Regions from separate parts of the Gasterosteus aculeatus genome. Here region 1 is linked to region 2. The links are chromatin contacts, called in public Hi-C maps. All regions are on one chromosome and are shown on one strand. Each heading gives the region's core, a stretch centred on a gene start, on an enhancer-like site or on the middle of the called end of the contact. The rest is flanking DNA. Distances are from core to core; before and after follow the strand shown.

Evidence for each region. Hi-C and Micro-C count contacts between places; a contact is called where the count stands out from the background.
Region 1: a Hi-C map of skeletal muscle shows a contact between it and region 2, with 2.7 times the contacts expected there. The contact joins two enhancer-like sites. A contact is called at or near these places in 2 of 6 Hi-C or Micro-C datasets (both in skeletal muscle).

Annotation. Positions count from the first base shown.
Region 1 is chr20:16,128,060-16,135,414 of fGasAcu3.hap1.1, forward strand. The region is part of intron 2 of plecb (plectin b); the gene reads right to left. Among protein-coding and RNA genes, the nearest start is that of LOC144389746, 25 kb to the left of the region's middle. Within about 2 kb of position 3,477, at least 3 of the 9 cell types and tissues checked have open chromatin away from gene starts, as enhancers often do.
Region 2 is chr20:16,090,183-16,097,088 of fGasAcu3.hap1.1, forward strand. plecb (plectin b) reads right to left here. Exons shown (of 35, transcript XM_078095378.1): 5 at 6,900-6,906; 6 at 6,722-6,814; 7 at 5,620-5,786; 8 at 3,215-3,330; 9 at 2,988-3,091; 10 at 2,250-2,369; 11 at 1,522-1,617; 12 at 1,295-1,422; 13 at 714-807. Among protein-coding and RNA genes, the nearest start is that of LOC144389746, 13 kb to the right of the region's middle. Within about 2 kb of position 4,614, at least 3 of the 9 cell types and tissues checked have open chromatin away from gene starts, as enhancers often do.

The DNA.
Region 1 (7,355 bases), core at 2,227-4,726, 37 kb after region 2:
TCCACCCCACACTGCTACTCCTTATTTTCACCCCTGTGAGACCCGCTGCCTGGCCAGCGGAGTAAGATGGGTCTGAGGGAGAGGAGGAACGGGAGTTGAGGGGTGCCTTCAGTGCAGGGAGGGTGTTTGTGGGAAAAGAACAAGGGCATCTTTTCATCTGTGGCCCATAAATGCAGAGGAACATCTAAACCATAAATTTTAAAGGCCCTGCCAGCCTGGATACATCCTCTGTGCTGCCCCGGATACCCTTCCCCACGTCCCATACATCTAAGGACGCCCACGCTTCAATCTGACAACAGCTAACTGGGAGACACACACTGGGCGCCTTGTTCCCAGATACCACACAAATCACAGCCCCAGACGTTACAATGAAGTGGACCAGGGGAAAAAAAAGAACTAAATAACTACTATTCGGACCGCCAAAATTCACTTCCAAGACATCCACAAAGAAGCCCAACAACAACTTTTTCTTATTCCTTTCTTTATGGGGAGCAATTAAGCTATTTAAGACTACTGAACGCTCCAATGGAAATTAATGTTGCCACATTTCAAGAGCCAAAAGTTCACAGGTGACAGCTGACACTGTTGAGTGTTGTCAGGGCTGACTTGACTTCAAGAGGTGGACTGGCCTTCAGAGGAGACGCTGCAACACGATGTTCAGACTCATTTGGGGGGCGCTGAACCTGACAAATCGTAACCATCCTTGTGTTAAAAAGGCAATCCCCTTGAGGTGAAGCGTTTTGAAACACAGATCTTGACTAGATAAGCAAAGGAGGGTTTGAAACAAATAAGCGGCACTTCACGCACCGATGTCTTGAAAAATAGATTCAGCACAGAAAGAAAAGTTTAGTAATTAAAGACTGATATGATCCAGAGTTAGGACGGTGGATTTTGTGTCATCTTATCACATTTGAATCAAACAGTTTAACTTTAATTACGACTGTTATATTGTAGTATTATATTATTTAAAATATGCTCCGCTCATGGAAAACCCTACAGCAGCGGCCTGTGAACATTTTTCTGTGAAAAGTAATATACTGTATATTAATGAGCAAAATAAAAAATGAACTGAATTTTTGTGAAGAGGGTGCTTATTTCAAGTCTCCAGGAATGAAATAATAGTGATTAATAATAATGATTTTGATTATTATTATGCCCATAATTGTGCAGGCTTTGCTAGGAATAAGAAAATACAGATACAAACATGTGAGTTTTGTAGTTTATGTGAACCTATCCATTAAGTATTAGTTATTTGGAGTTATAATATACTATAAATGGAGGTGGACCTTCACAAAATGGAGGTCCAGTCTGGTTAGTGAGGAGGGTTTAAATTGGCTGCAGCAACAGGTCTGGCAGTGCCGGCCGGGGAAAACCAGTTTGTGCCATACAGACACACAGACTTATGACGGAGCCCAGTCACACTTCCTTTAATCTGCGTTTGTGTGCAAAAAGCACAGTAGAGGAAACATCTGCTTAAAGACAACATACATATCCGAAACAACGTCTTCAACTGTTTAATCAATGACTCAGCGTCTGCAAAGCACACATGGGTGTGGCCATGCCATGCTTTGGTTGCTGTAGCAACGCAGCCCACAGGTTAGTCAAATACCATGTGCCCATCCGCGGTTGAGGTCTCTGGGAAACGTGGGGCCGGCTGCCGTTGCCACGGGCGACCCGGCAGTCAAACAACAAAACCTGACACAGGATCCGGGCTGCGACTCTCCTCGCTGCCACAACGTGAGGATTTGCATTGTAACCTGAAGAGGGTGAGATGTATTTATAGACAGGCACCCTGACGGTCAGCTTCTAATCGCACCCACACACACAAACACAACACAGGTGACTACTCGCGTACGAACACCAGCATGCGTGTCGCTACGCACGTACACACACAGCGACAGGTTTATTGTATATTATTTATTATCCTCTCCACCATTAAACGGCTCCATCTGGAGAGAATGAATCAGTTGCATTCTTTCTTTCCTCAGAGGGAAGAGGGCGACGTCTGTTCGTGGCTGAGAGAAGAAAAGGCCCCTTCTCCCATAGGCAGCTTTTTTTTCAGATTGAAGTTGCACCCGCCGCTGACTCACCGTCGTTATAATCTGTGACATTCGTGAAATGAGTTGAACCACCCACAAGAGGGCTCGTGCGACTCCAGCGTGGGGGAGACCATGACGGTTTGCAATCAATGCTGCTGCTCACTGAAGCGCTGGAACATAACCGGGAAGTGTGTCTTATCCGTTGATCCTAAATCAAGATTTACTTTCCTGAAATCCTGCCGCCTGACAGAGGCGAGGACACACTGGGCCCGCGGTACAATTGCAGACAGGTATGCAGGAAAAAAAAAAAGTTGCTGAAAAAGGGGCAGAAATGAAACTTAATAAATCCTCAACACTCCCCTGACGATTCTTTCTGACTAAATGCTTGTGTGTTTCACAGGAACTCATGAACTAAAGGAACTGCTCTTGTTGTGTGTGATTGACGGCCCCTTGTGCAGCAGAGTATAATTAAATTGGGTGAACAACAAAAAAGCAAACTAACGTGTTCTTCTTCAGTTTGAGTCGGTGCTGGACGCGAACCCGCAACACCACCAGGATGTTTGCTTTTTACCTTGAAGTTCTAATTCCAAGCAACAGGGCTGAACTTTCATTTCAGAGAGCGTTGTCTGTGAGACTGGCAGGAGTCCAACGGGAATGAATACGGCACACCCAGAGCGGCTCCGCTGCTGGAACAATGCGCTCTGTTAAGGTGCATGATCAGAGTACAACAGCCTGCAGGCATGGACAAACTAAGGCGTCGGCAAGGCCTAACGATCGAGTTGCCGTGTCAATTGTTATAAATTTTCTATCAAATTTAGTCTCATCGAGTTTCCATTCAAGTGTCCTCAGTGCCGCGGGAGATGGCTTTTTGCTTTTCCTTTCTTTTCTTACTCTCGTGAGCATTGCTGAGCTGACTCCACATCCTGTTTTTCCACCGTGACACCTACAAAAAAAACTCCTGCCTTTGGCAGAAAAATAAAAGCCCGAACAATGGGAAGCTTATTTTCCCAAATATTAACTAGGAGCCAGTGAGCAGGAGCTGCTCCAACACTGAACAATACAGTTGAGTCATTTAGCATGAATAGTACCAATAAAAAAACATAAAAACCCTCCTATAATGAAAACCCTGACAGGTAACAGTCAGTAGTAACAGTTTGGCCAAGTGTGTGTGGGGACTAAACAGGAGAAACACGCATTTGGATCCATCAGTGAACGCACCCATGAAAGGATCTGTGGGGACGGTTGAGCTGCGTCCACTCATACGCATCCAACGCACATCAGAACAAACAGTTCACCCTGAGGGCAAAGCCAAAGCCCGACGGCGCGCTGCAGGGGAGTTACACCCCGCGCAGGCGGCGGACGGGCTCTAATGGCCGCCTGCTCTCTGAATAGAAAGCCAAACCAGTCGGATCAGCTGGAATGATGATCCATCTCGCTTCCTGAAGAGCGCCGGGGGCAGAGGGAGATATCTGCACCATCACATGGCCCGCCCTCGTTCCAACCACCCACAGCGAGACCGCCGACACGAGTTTGCCGACTTTGAACACCACACGCACTCACACGCACGCGCACGTGCACACACACGCGCACACGTTGTTGGCATTTCTACTTTATGAATAACGTATCTGAGCGGGCATTGTCCCCCCCCTCTTCAGCAACATTCACGTTCACTGCAGCAGTATATGAAGGCATTTCTCCTGTAGATATTTACACAGAGACTCCCCCCGGGGATTAAGATGCTTCCTTAAACACCGTGAGAAAACACACTGTCGTACGGGGTAAGCTACACCCGGGTTATCACAGATCACCGCTGGTTTATCAAGACTTCTAGATAGATGTACTAATGAGAAAAACCATGGCCTGTGAGTGAAGGTCTGGACCGAGCTCTGCTCAGCAATTAAAGCAGGTGTTGAAGTGAACGAATGATGGAATGATGGTTTAAAGTGGTCGGCACAGAACACATGTCACTGACCTGGTGATGCAACCATGTCATTAAGGGAAATGTGACATTCAAAGCTTAAACAAGAGTCTTAAATTTGAGCGGAAGTTCACATTCCGGATCATCCTCCGACAACGCAGACACCACAGGAGGAGGAGAGGCACTCACCTGAAAGACAGAAAGAGAAACAGGTATGAGTACACGCCCAGTGAAGAATAAAAATAGGAGTATGCCATGTCACATAACAGAAAGTATGGGTAAAGTTACTACATCTCTCATGGACACATGTGCTGAACTGCAACCTGCAGGGTTGAATCATAGGCCGAGTGTTTTGCATTAGCAGAGGCCTTTGCAAAGACGCTGGAACACTGAATGGCCGTCCGACAAAGAGCTCAGTTACACATTCATCACCACGCTCTTGGACCCTCGGGGGACCTCCGCGGCAGATGAAGCGATTTTTGCAACAAAGTGAGGAGAGACCTTGATCTCTGGGAATTTGGCTGCACAGAACATTACGTGAGAATAATCCCTGGATACGAATAACACGCCCAGGAGGCAAAGTCAAGTTTCCTGGGTAATATCACCATCTACTGGGCATGCAGAGCAAAAGCAAGTTGGGTCCTGCAAAGCATGATGGTAAAAACTATTCCAGCAGGGTCACCGTACTCACAGCTATTCCAAAGTCCTTAGCACTATACCTTTCAGACTCACCTATGGTATGCAGAATAATTCATGCAGACAAACTGACACATTGATATCTTATCAAATATGATTCAAGCTCTCATCAAGCTCGGTTAGAGGTAACATTGGTGCCAAATATATTCACAGCTCGACCCGCTGTGCGAATCAATTCTAATGGAGCCGTCATTGGAGGAATGTAACGAAGGTAATTTAATAATATTAATTGTACAAAATGTATTTGTACACCTTGGTATTTACATTTTAAAATATATTACACTTTCAGATTCAGGTTCATCATCCCCGCCCTGTCCAGTGAAAAACCTCTATCTCCAAGTGAAGATGCTGCCAACATGAAATGATTATTTTGATTACACTCTGTAAGCATATAAAAGGAGTTCAACCAATATCTGAGCAGCGATATCTATATAGATATCTATAAAGATATACCGATCACACTTTTACACAATGCAGAGCTTGTAGTGGATCTTCCGCTACCACATTTTAAACGATGAGAAAATGATTACGAGTGCAACGCAGGAAAAACAATAAAAATCATCCGCAAGCTTAAACACTCGGACAGTATTTCTAAAGAAAGGCTCCGATTTTACTGCTGTCCTTCACACTGGGGTCATTCCACTCGGCCCCCCCGAGCACTTACCACCCACCTCGCTGCACTACTGTGTGGAACATTCCCAACATGAACACCAGTACGGTTTCCTGTGCACGTGAGACTCATGTGTGCACCATCAGCGCTATAGTGTTTCTCCTCAGTAACCAACACGGAGTTAAATCTTCACCTCACGACATGGGCCTTCTAAAAAAAGGGCCGCACGAGCAGCTGACTGTCCCAAGTGTTTATGGTGAATACTCGAGGTAGATATTTGACACATTAAACTTCTAAGTTATGGTGAGGATCATTACATTTTAGCGGCCCTCTTTAAAGGTTAGATGGATTTAATTTAAGCCCCTCGTGCCTCACATTTTGCAGCTCGTTTTATACGGTTATGTCTTCTTCAGGATCTACTGAACAAGAGTCCAATCATTTTACTACTTCATTCAAGACGTACTCGATGACCAATAGGAGCAGGAAAACAACTCTCAACACTAGCTGCTAATGGTTTGCAAGTGCAAGTGATTCACCCGATGCTTTTATTGATGTATTAATTAATTTGGTTTAAGATGACGATCAGAGGCTCTAAATAAAATTTACTGTTAATCAATTGATTTATTATCCAGCCCCATTCCTATTAATATCACAAACCATATATGCATTAGATAGTGTGTATGGTAGGACATTATTCCATAAAGGCGGCATTTTAAAGTGAGGAGAATCGATTAAAAAGTTTTATTTAAAGAAGCTGGACTCTGACGACGGCACTTTAGCATCTTCACCACGAAGGATAGAGAGGAATCTACAGTAGTTATGTAACATGTCACATTATTTCCAGGTAACAAAGCTGCTTAGTGTTGCTCGTATGACACGTTACATGTGATACCAAATCGTGTTGTTAGCTTGGGGATGATAATCGAATGAATACACAGAACAACGGGGTGTGAGAGGGAGCATCCTAAAAGAGCAGCGGCCAGGGTCCCATTTCCCGGATGGACGCTCTGCTGTCGGATAGTGATGTCTTCAAAATATGTGTATCAAGGACAACGTCGTGGGACAGGAAAGCACTATTTTGTTAGGAAAGGGACGGCCATTTATTAGTCACGCCATGGCGGCCAGAGGTCAAAGGTCGGGCTTTCGGTTCATTGAGAGGACATGTCTACCACAAAGTCGGACCAAGCAGTGCATTCTGTTCTGTTCTGTCAGTCCATTGTGCTGATTGTTAAAGTATACGATTGTTTGGTGATGTCGCTGCGTTTCTAGAGGGACTCCGCTCTGCTTCATTAAAGTCAGGTAGAGGTAGTAAAAATCTGTATGAAGATAAAAAAGCAATTGCACTTAAACAAAGTTGGATGTCTTGCAAATCACAGAGGCAAATGCCTCTGATAGTCACTAGTCCTGTCCCGAGTGTCGAGCATGAAAACCACTGGATCCACCAACGCAGCTCAGGACAGTCAGTCTATGGATCCTCCCCCATCCCGTCCCTTTCCCATCTCCACACTCAATTTACAACACGGGACCTCTCATAAATATTTGGTGTCGACCAGAAGTCAAGAAAGAGGACTTGATGACTATCATCGGCAATGACAAACCCCGGCGATACCCTCAAAACACGTTATTTTCACGGACTGACCAACTAACTGAAAATGAAAAGGCCGTCATCCGTAAAATAGTCTCAGTGCCGCTTCGACAGTATTTCGGCAATGGCCAATAATTGCTCCGAAATGATGGAACGAGCTCTCTGAAGACAGCAGGAGCGCAGAGAGCCTTCACATCTTCCGCCGCAAACTAAAGACACACCTCTCCAGACTCTACCTCCACTAAAACACTAACAAATTGTAGCACTTAAAAATTGTACTTATGCCACTTATCTTTAGCACACTTTAAATTGGCTTATTTGAGGAGATTGCACTTTCTTGCTTCATGCTCCCCTGAGTTTGTATCCCTATGGTTGCACTTATTTTAAGTCGCTTTGGATAAAAGCGTCAGCTAAATGACATGTAATGTAATTCTACAGTGAGTAGTGACATTTTGCAGCGATGTGGACTCGTGGGAATCTATTTCGACCAAGTCTGGGGACAGACTG
Region 2 (6,906 bases), core at 3,364-5,863:
ATGCGCTCAGTTTATCAGCAACGTGCGTATTTGGGAACACCGCTGTGCCGCATTAGTTGGCAACAGGGAAAGTGGGGCAAGTTGCACTGGTGCATTTGTGTCTCCCATGAAATCAGCTTCACTGGAAATGCCTTCACTGCGTCATACATGTCAGTGATCATGCGGTCACGTCCCTGGAGCTGGAGGTTTAAGGCGTTGAGACGAGCGGTTATGTCAGCCAGAAACGCCAGGGAAAGCGCTCGGCAAGGCAGCTGAAGGGCTGCATTATGGGATCTGTAGTTTATTTTGTTATCAGCGCTTCATATCGTCGGGCCATTAGTAACAATAATATAAAATGATCTCGCGGGCCAGATATAATTGCATGCCGGGCCGGATATGGCCCGCGGGCCTTGAGTTTGACATATATGTCCTACAGGGTGGACAATCAATATTTTTTTACTTTTCTGTAGCTTTTCATGATATAGTTGGTGGATAACCTTAAAGGCAGTATTCTCTTCGGTGGTTGTAAGATGTCCATAGTTAGTTTTTGTTTCTTTTTGTTTACTTGAGACATAAAAAGAGCAAATTTATCATTTTTCTTTATATCGAAAAACGTTTTGGTCACAATGAAAACTAATTACAAGGATGGTCTCTAAACTGTTGTATGGATTCTTTTGTTTTGTGAACACCAGCAAAGAGCAGTATTTCTAAGGTGAGACATGAACAGCACTCACTGTCTGCAGAAGGGTCTCCAGGTGGCTGAGCTGGCCGTCGTACGTCCCCGACTCCATCTGGACTTTACTGAAGATCCTCTGGAGTCTCTCGAGTCTGGATGAGAAGACAATAGACCAGTAAGACATCGACAAGACCAACAGAAGCTGCATTGCAGCAACTGCTCCGATTCATGAGGGCCACTGACAAATGTCACTCCTCAACGCTTTAGGGAAAGACCACGAGAGAGACGGTTCTCATCGTGTCTTCTGAAAATAATCTGCCCACGTAGTCGAAAATGTCCTACGACAAAGACATCCTGTCTGCTCCTTCGCTCATTCAGTCAGTTCAGATGACCGCAGCATCTCATGAAACCGTCCCATTATCCAGGCGCGACACGCCGCCGCTCTACATTATGAGGAACGCAGGAGCTATTACCAGGCCTCCATGGGATCAGCGCAGTGGTGTTGCAGGTAACACAATAACACCCCCTCGGACTAAAGCTGGGACACGAGCTAATATTTGAACCTTTATTCCTCAACTCTCGTTTTCACAACAAAATGAATCAAATAATATACTGCGGCACATGGCGCGCTGTCCGAACCTCTCAAACTCTATCCTGAGCAGCCGTTCTCTCTCCAGGATGGCCACGTGAAGTCGACCCCATTCTTTCTCCACATCAATGGGGTGGTACCCTGGAGGGACCTTCACCTGACCAGCATGCACGGCACTCTGCGGGCAGGAGGGAGCGACATCTGTGAGCCGGCGCTCGACACAACGGAGCGCAGTGAAACAAACAAACGAACGGAGAGAACGTCGGGGTCAGCTCGCCTCAAAGGACTGGTAGATGTGCTTGGACCGGTTCTTGTCGGACTCTTTCGCCGGCAGCTCGGTCTCTTTGAACTTCAAGAACTGCCGCCAAAGAATCTAAAGGAAATATGAGGAAAAGAAAGATTGAAGGAGCATTTCTTCATTTGATTTATCTCCTGAATGACGTACTGTTTTGCACATTGAAATTGATTTAAAATCCTACTTTCCGAAATAGCATAAGCGCATTAGCACGTTAGCAAATCAGGTTACAGTTTTAAAGTCTCTACACAATGAGGGGCATTCACATGACTGGTGTAATATTGTGACTTAAACAACCTCACTGCCTGTTACTCGCTCTCTAAACAGACTTTAAAAAGTAATATCTGACCTTTGCATAATACTCTGATTTCAGAGAGAATTAAGGAAAATGCTGAAGTCACGCTATGCTTTTGTTCTGCGGCGCGGACAGGGAGTGGCACAGTGATCATGCTTCTCGGGATTAGGTCCAGCATGTCCTCAGCACCCACCCTGCCCCACCTACAGCACAACAATGCCAGGGGACACAGTTCTGTCCCTAGTTAGACATTGTCTAGGCGCGTTCCTCGATCCAACGATAGAACACTTTGATGATTAGGACACGCGATCTGTATTAATTGTGCATTAAGATGCTCTTGAGTGCTGCTCAACTCCGAGCCTAAACAAAAGACTGATATTTAATAGAGCGGCGTCGGACCAGCGCATCGTCTCACCTCTATCTCCTCGTAGCTGGCGGGGAACTTCCTCTCCTGGAAGATGGTGACATGGTGGCGGTTCCACTGGAGCAGAAGAGTCACCAGCTCGTAGTACTCCTGCCAGCGCAGCTCCAGCTCCTGCAGCCGCCACAGCAGAGAAGGCCAGTCGGGAGTTTAACAAGGACACACGGGAGCGCGCTTATTCTCCCTCGTCGCACAGCACGCTAAACTCAATTAGGCACCAAACAGCCCAGGCTTTGTGTGTGTGTGGAGGGGGGCGGGGCTAAGGAGCCAGAGTGTGCAGCAGGTCGCGTCATTAAGTAAGTAATATCTGACCAATGGCTGGATATGAATATATGGATATTATATTGAGAGAATTTCTGTATTTTGCATTTGATATATATATATATATATATATATATCGACTTTCATTTGTTATGTTTGAATTGTTTGAAATAACAAGTGTATAACCTACTACACTGTATTTATGCATGAACATATGTTACGTGTCGACAACACCGGTTGCTAATTTCCTGTGACAATTGGTTTCACGAGACGTCTCGCGGAAAGCAGGAGTAAATTTAGCTGAAAACAATAAAGCGCTAATTGAAAAGCAGTCACAAGACCCGCAAGTCGTCAAGCATTAAATCACATCCAATCAGAGCAAACGCTCGCGTCCACTGAAGCACATCCATTGATTTCTGTCATCAGTTAAGCGTCAAAGAAGAGTCGTGCGATGGGAGGAGATCTGCTCACGTTCGCTCTGGCGCCGTCGTGTGCATCGAGCCGCGGCATAGCGTCGTACAGGGATGACACGTAGGTGATGATGGACTTCTCATCAGGGTGTGGGACATCGACGTCTGAAAGGACATCTCGTTAGTTCTTGTTGCAAATGAATGCTTGCGAGCCAAGAACTGGGAATAACGCTGCAAAACACAATATGCAATATAATTACGATTAAATTGTCTCTGCGCCAGCCTTACCCTCGGGGTCCAGCAGGCGGGTCACCCCCAGGTCGCTCTCTGCCACGTGGAAGGCGTGTTCCAGGTTCTGCAGGTTGGTCTGTCGGTACACTTGGCCCATGTCGATGAGCCTGGGACTAAGGGAGCACAAAACATGGACAATTAATCTCCAGCCGATAAATTCAGTGACTATAATGCATTTTGAGTCTTTATAACAAAACGTACATAATATATTTGATAACAGCAAATTAGAGCAGCTGTAAAGCTGTAATTAAAAGCAGAAGCGTCACAAATTGTGTTGTATTTTCAGCCTCACAAAGTAAAAATGTATTTAGAATTGAGGGCTAAGTGCAAACAACATTAACATTTTCTGCCACCGGCTTTATCAAACTCGTCCCACTTTCTGACAGACGTGTATGAGCAACTGCATTTATGTCCTCTGGCTGTTTGACTCTACCCGGCAGATGTCAAAGAGTCCACAGCTGGAATGACTCCCCGGGCATTGAAACGTCTTAAAACTGCAGAACTGAATGTTTGAATACATCTGCCGCGCACGCATACCTGACTGAATTTCTTCATAATATAATTTAGCCGTTTTAAATGCACGTATATCCCCGCCGTGCTGATTCGGATACTTAGTTTGCAAATCCCTAATGTGCAGCGAGCAACAGATGCAGCAGGTTCATACAGCTCTCTGATGCATAGCGTGGAGCGGCCTCCCGTCGGTCCGCGGGCAGGCGAAGCCTCCGTTCGGCGGATTCCTCGCACCGAGCTCTGGTTCGCCGGCCTCGAGGAGCTGCTCACGCTCCGTCCTCTTTTTTCCTGAAAGCTACGGGAACTACACCCGTGGCACAGTTTGTCCCCACCGGCCAGGGCCCCTGAGCTCGTGGAGCCCCGCCCGGAGTCCCCGGACGATCCCTCTGATGGGACATCCTCGCACACCATGACCACCCGGTCGGCCGAGTCGCTGAGAGATCGTGACGCGCTTCCCTTCTTCTTCTTGGAGTTCTTCCTCATGCTGAGCATCTGGAAATCCGCCCAGAGGGTCCTGGTCCAGTCGCTACTGGATGGCCTTCCGGCTTCACAGGTCTGTCGGTGGCTCGATGGTTGCATGTGAATCAGTCCATCGCATTGTCTCAGTTGCCTATCGTCAGGTGAAGATCCACTTAATAGTTCCGCAGGGTTTCTGGGACGCAAAAGCCTCCTACTGGTAAAGCTCAGTCACTGCTCCTTTCCACATGACGACCAAGTCGACCGTTGCAAAGTCAATTCGTGACCCTTCACACGGCTCTACATGAACCCTGGTCAATTATCTGAATCGATGCAGATTCTGCAGCCGGCTGCTCTGAACTGTGCCGACACACCGAGCAGCGACGCGGTTTTCATGTAGCGGCACAAGAGCGCCACAGTTACGCCCACACACCACACCCCCGGCCGCTATGAAAGGCAGAACTAATCCAGCCTCAGGTGTCTCCAATAACAGGGCGAGAGAGAGAGAGTAAGATTTCAGCTGCATGTTCCAGTTTAAAAAAAAAAAACGTGTCCCCGCCGGCCTTCCTTTATTTCGGTGCATAATGGCTCTGATGCACTTTGCATTTAACTTCTCTCTCTGGACTCATCTGCACGAATCCTTTTGTTAGAACTTAAAAGGAACCAACCAACAGCAAATGCCTTCACAAATCTTCCTGAGAAATAAACGTTTATTCATTTCCCAGGATGCTCCCACACAAAGCGATCCTTAACCACTAATTATATGACATAGACACACAACAACTGTAGAGGAATTTACATATTTGGTAGTGAGCCCTAAGGACTTTATTATCTATTAAGCTCATCATCTTTAATAGAGGAATTATCGTCTTTAGCTGGTAGACTGACTCATTGCCACCGCTATTAGTGGTATTTGTAGCCCGAAGGCTTGAAATGGAGAACCATCAATGCAAAGCAGCATTACTAGCAGGAGCAGTAAGTAGAAAATAGGTCCAAATAAGAAAATAAGATAATCACGTTTTAGTACCTGATTAAACAGATAAAGGTAAATTATTAATTTGGGCATTGTGATCTAGACAGTTAAAAATTGTATTTTAATTTAATGGACATCTGACATAATTTAGACTGGAATAGACACTTGCTGTATGTGATTTAATAACATAGTTATGCTCAATCTGGCCTTATGAAGTGTAATTTGACACTTGGAAGCTTAGCAAAGGGGCCACTCCTGCTGCGCTGCAGTTAATATATTTTAATCAAAACTCCCGATTGATGACATGTCATGACAAGACACAGAACCTCTAGTCCTATTACATAGTCCCGGGCTTTTTATAAAACGTATTTCTATTTGACAGTGAACACATTCTAACGGATTCCCCTGCCAGTGCTATCGTTTCACATTCCAATAAATAACCAGCAACAAAAGACCCACTCACTGGTGTTTGTGTATGACGGCGTTGAAGAGCTTGCCGTCCCTCCAGCTGGTGGTGAAGTTATCACAGCGGATGCCCTGGTAGCCGTTGGTCATCCTCTGGGACCAGATCAGCAGCTTCTCCTTGGCTGTCATGTCTTCTGACTGGCCGTTGATCTGGATATCAGAGATCTGTGAAAATATGTAAGTATATATATGAATATATATGTAAATACAAATACATACATTTGAGAAAATGTGGAATAGTCTTTATTGGAAACCGTAGGATGTAATTTGAATCGAATCACCAGACCCCCATAGTTCATTTTAGAATAAAACATCCAGAAGTCTGTGCTGGTTCGTCTACTCAACTAGCAGGTTCTTCAAATGAGGAATTTTCAAATAAAGTGATGGGATGTCACCTCTTTTGCAGATTTCTTTTCACATTCTTCTATGAAAAGCACTTAGGCTAAATGGACCACTCATCCGGGTGTTTTGATCATGCCTATTTTTGGGCAACTATTTCATTTCTGTTTTTGAACCATTAATTGCTTTAGAGCATTTCCTTCTCATTTCCGCAGTAAATTAAATGAATCAGGAGATTTAACTTGACTGGAACTTTCCTCTCTCCCCACTCGACTCTGACTCACCAGCGGACTGAGCCCAGACATTTTACCTCTCTTTTGTATGAAAGTATAAAGACTCATTATGTGGATCTACAGCGTCACCAGATCACCACTCTCACCACCAACAACATCTGAATCATTTTGGATACGAGAAGGTGTGGCTCTGCCAGGGATTTCCGCCGGGAGAGAAGCAGGACAACAGGCTGTACACTCGGCCTGACACCCCCTCCGTTGGGAGTGACTCATACGTACACGCCCTGATTGGCTTTTATTCCCTGTGTGCTGCCCATAAATCAGCCGAAGCACACCAGACTTGTTAGAACTGTTGACATTTAGCGGTGAAAGCTTCTGGAATTTAAGTTTGGAACGCGTTCTGTTTTGATTAGAGAGAGAATTTGGAGAGCAGAATCCATTCCGATTGGTCCCAGGAAACCGCAGATCCCACAGGCGGTGGTACGGGGCGATAAAATAACGGAACAAAGCACTGACAGAGGAGGAGACCTGGAAGTGAAGGATGATGGTCCATATTAACCCCAGCGTGAGCTTGGGGTTCCCATCTGCTATGTCATCGTTTCTGATGTTGACCAGCTTGACCTGAGAAGACAAACGGGAGTGGGATTATTTTCCTGACTACAGCATCTCGTGAACGCACAAGCATCGACCCTCATGTGTGTCTTACCTGCCGG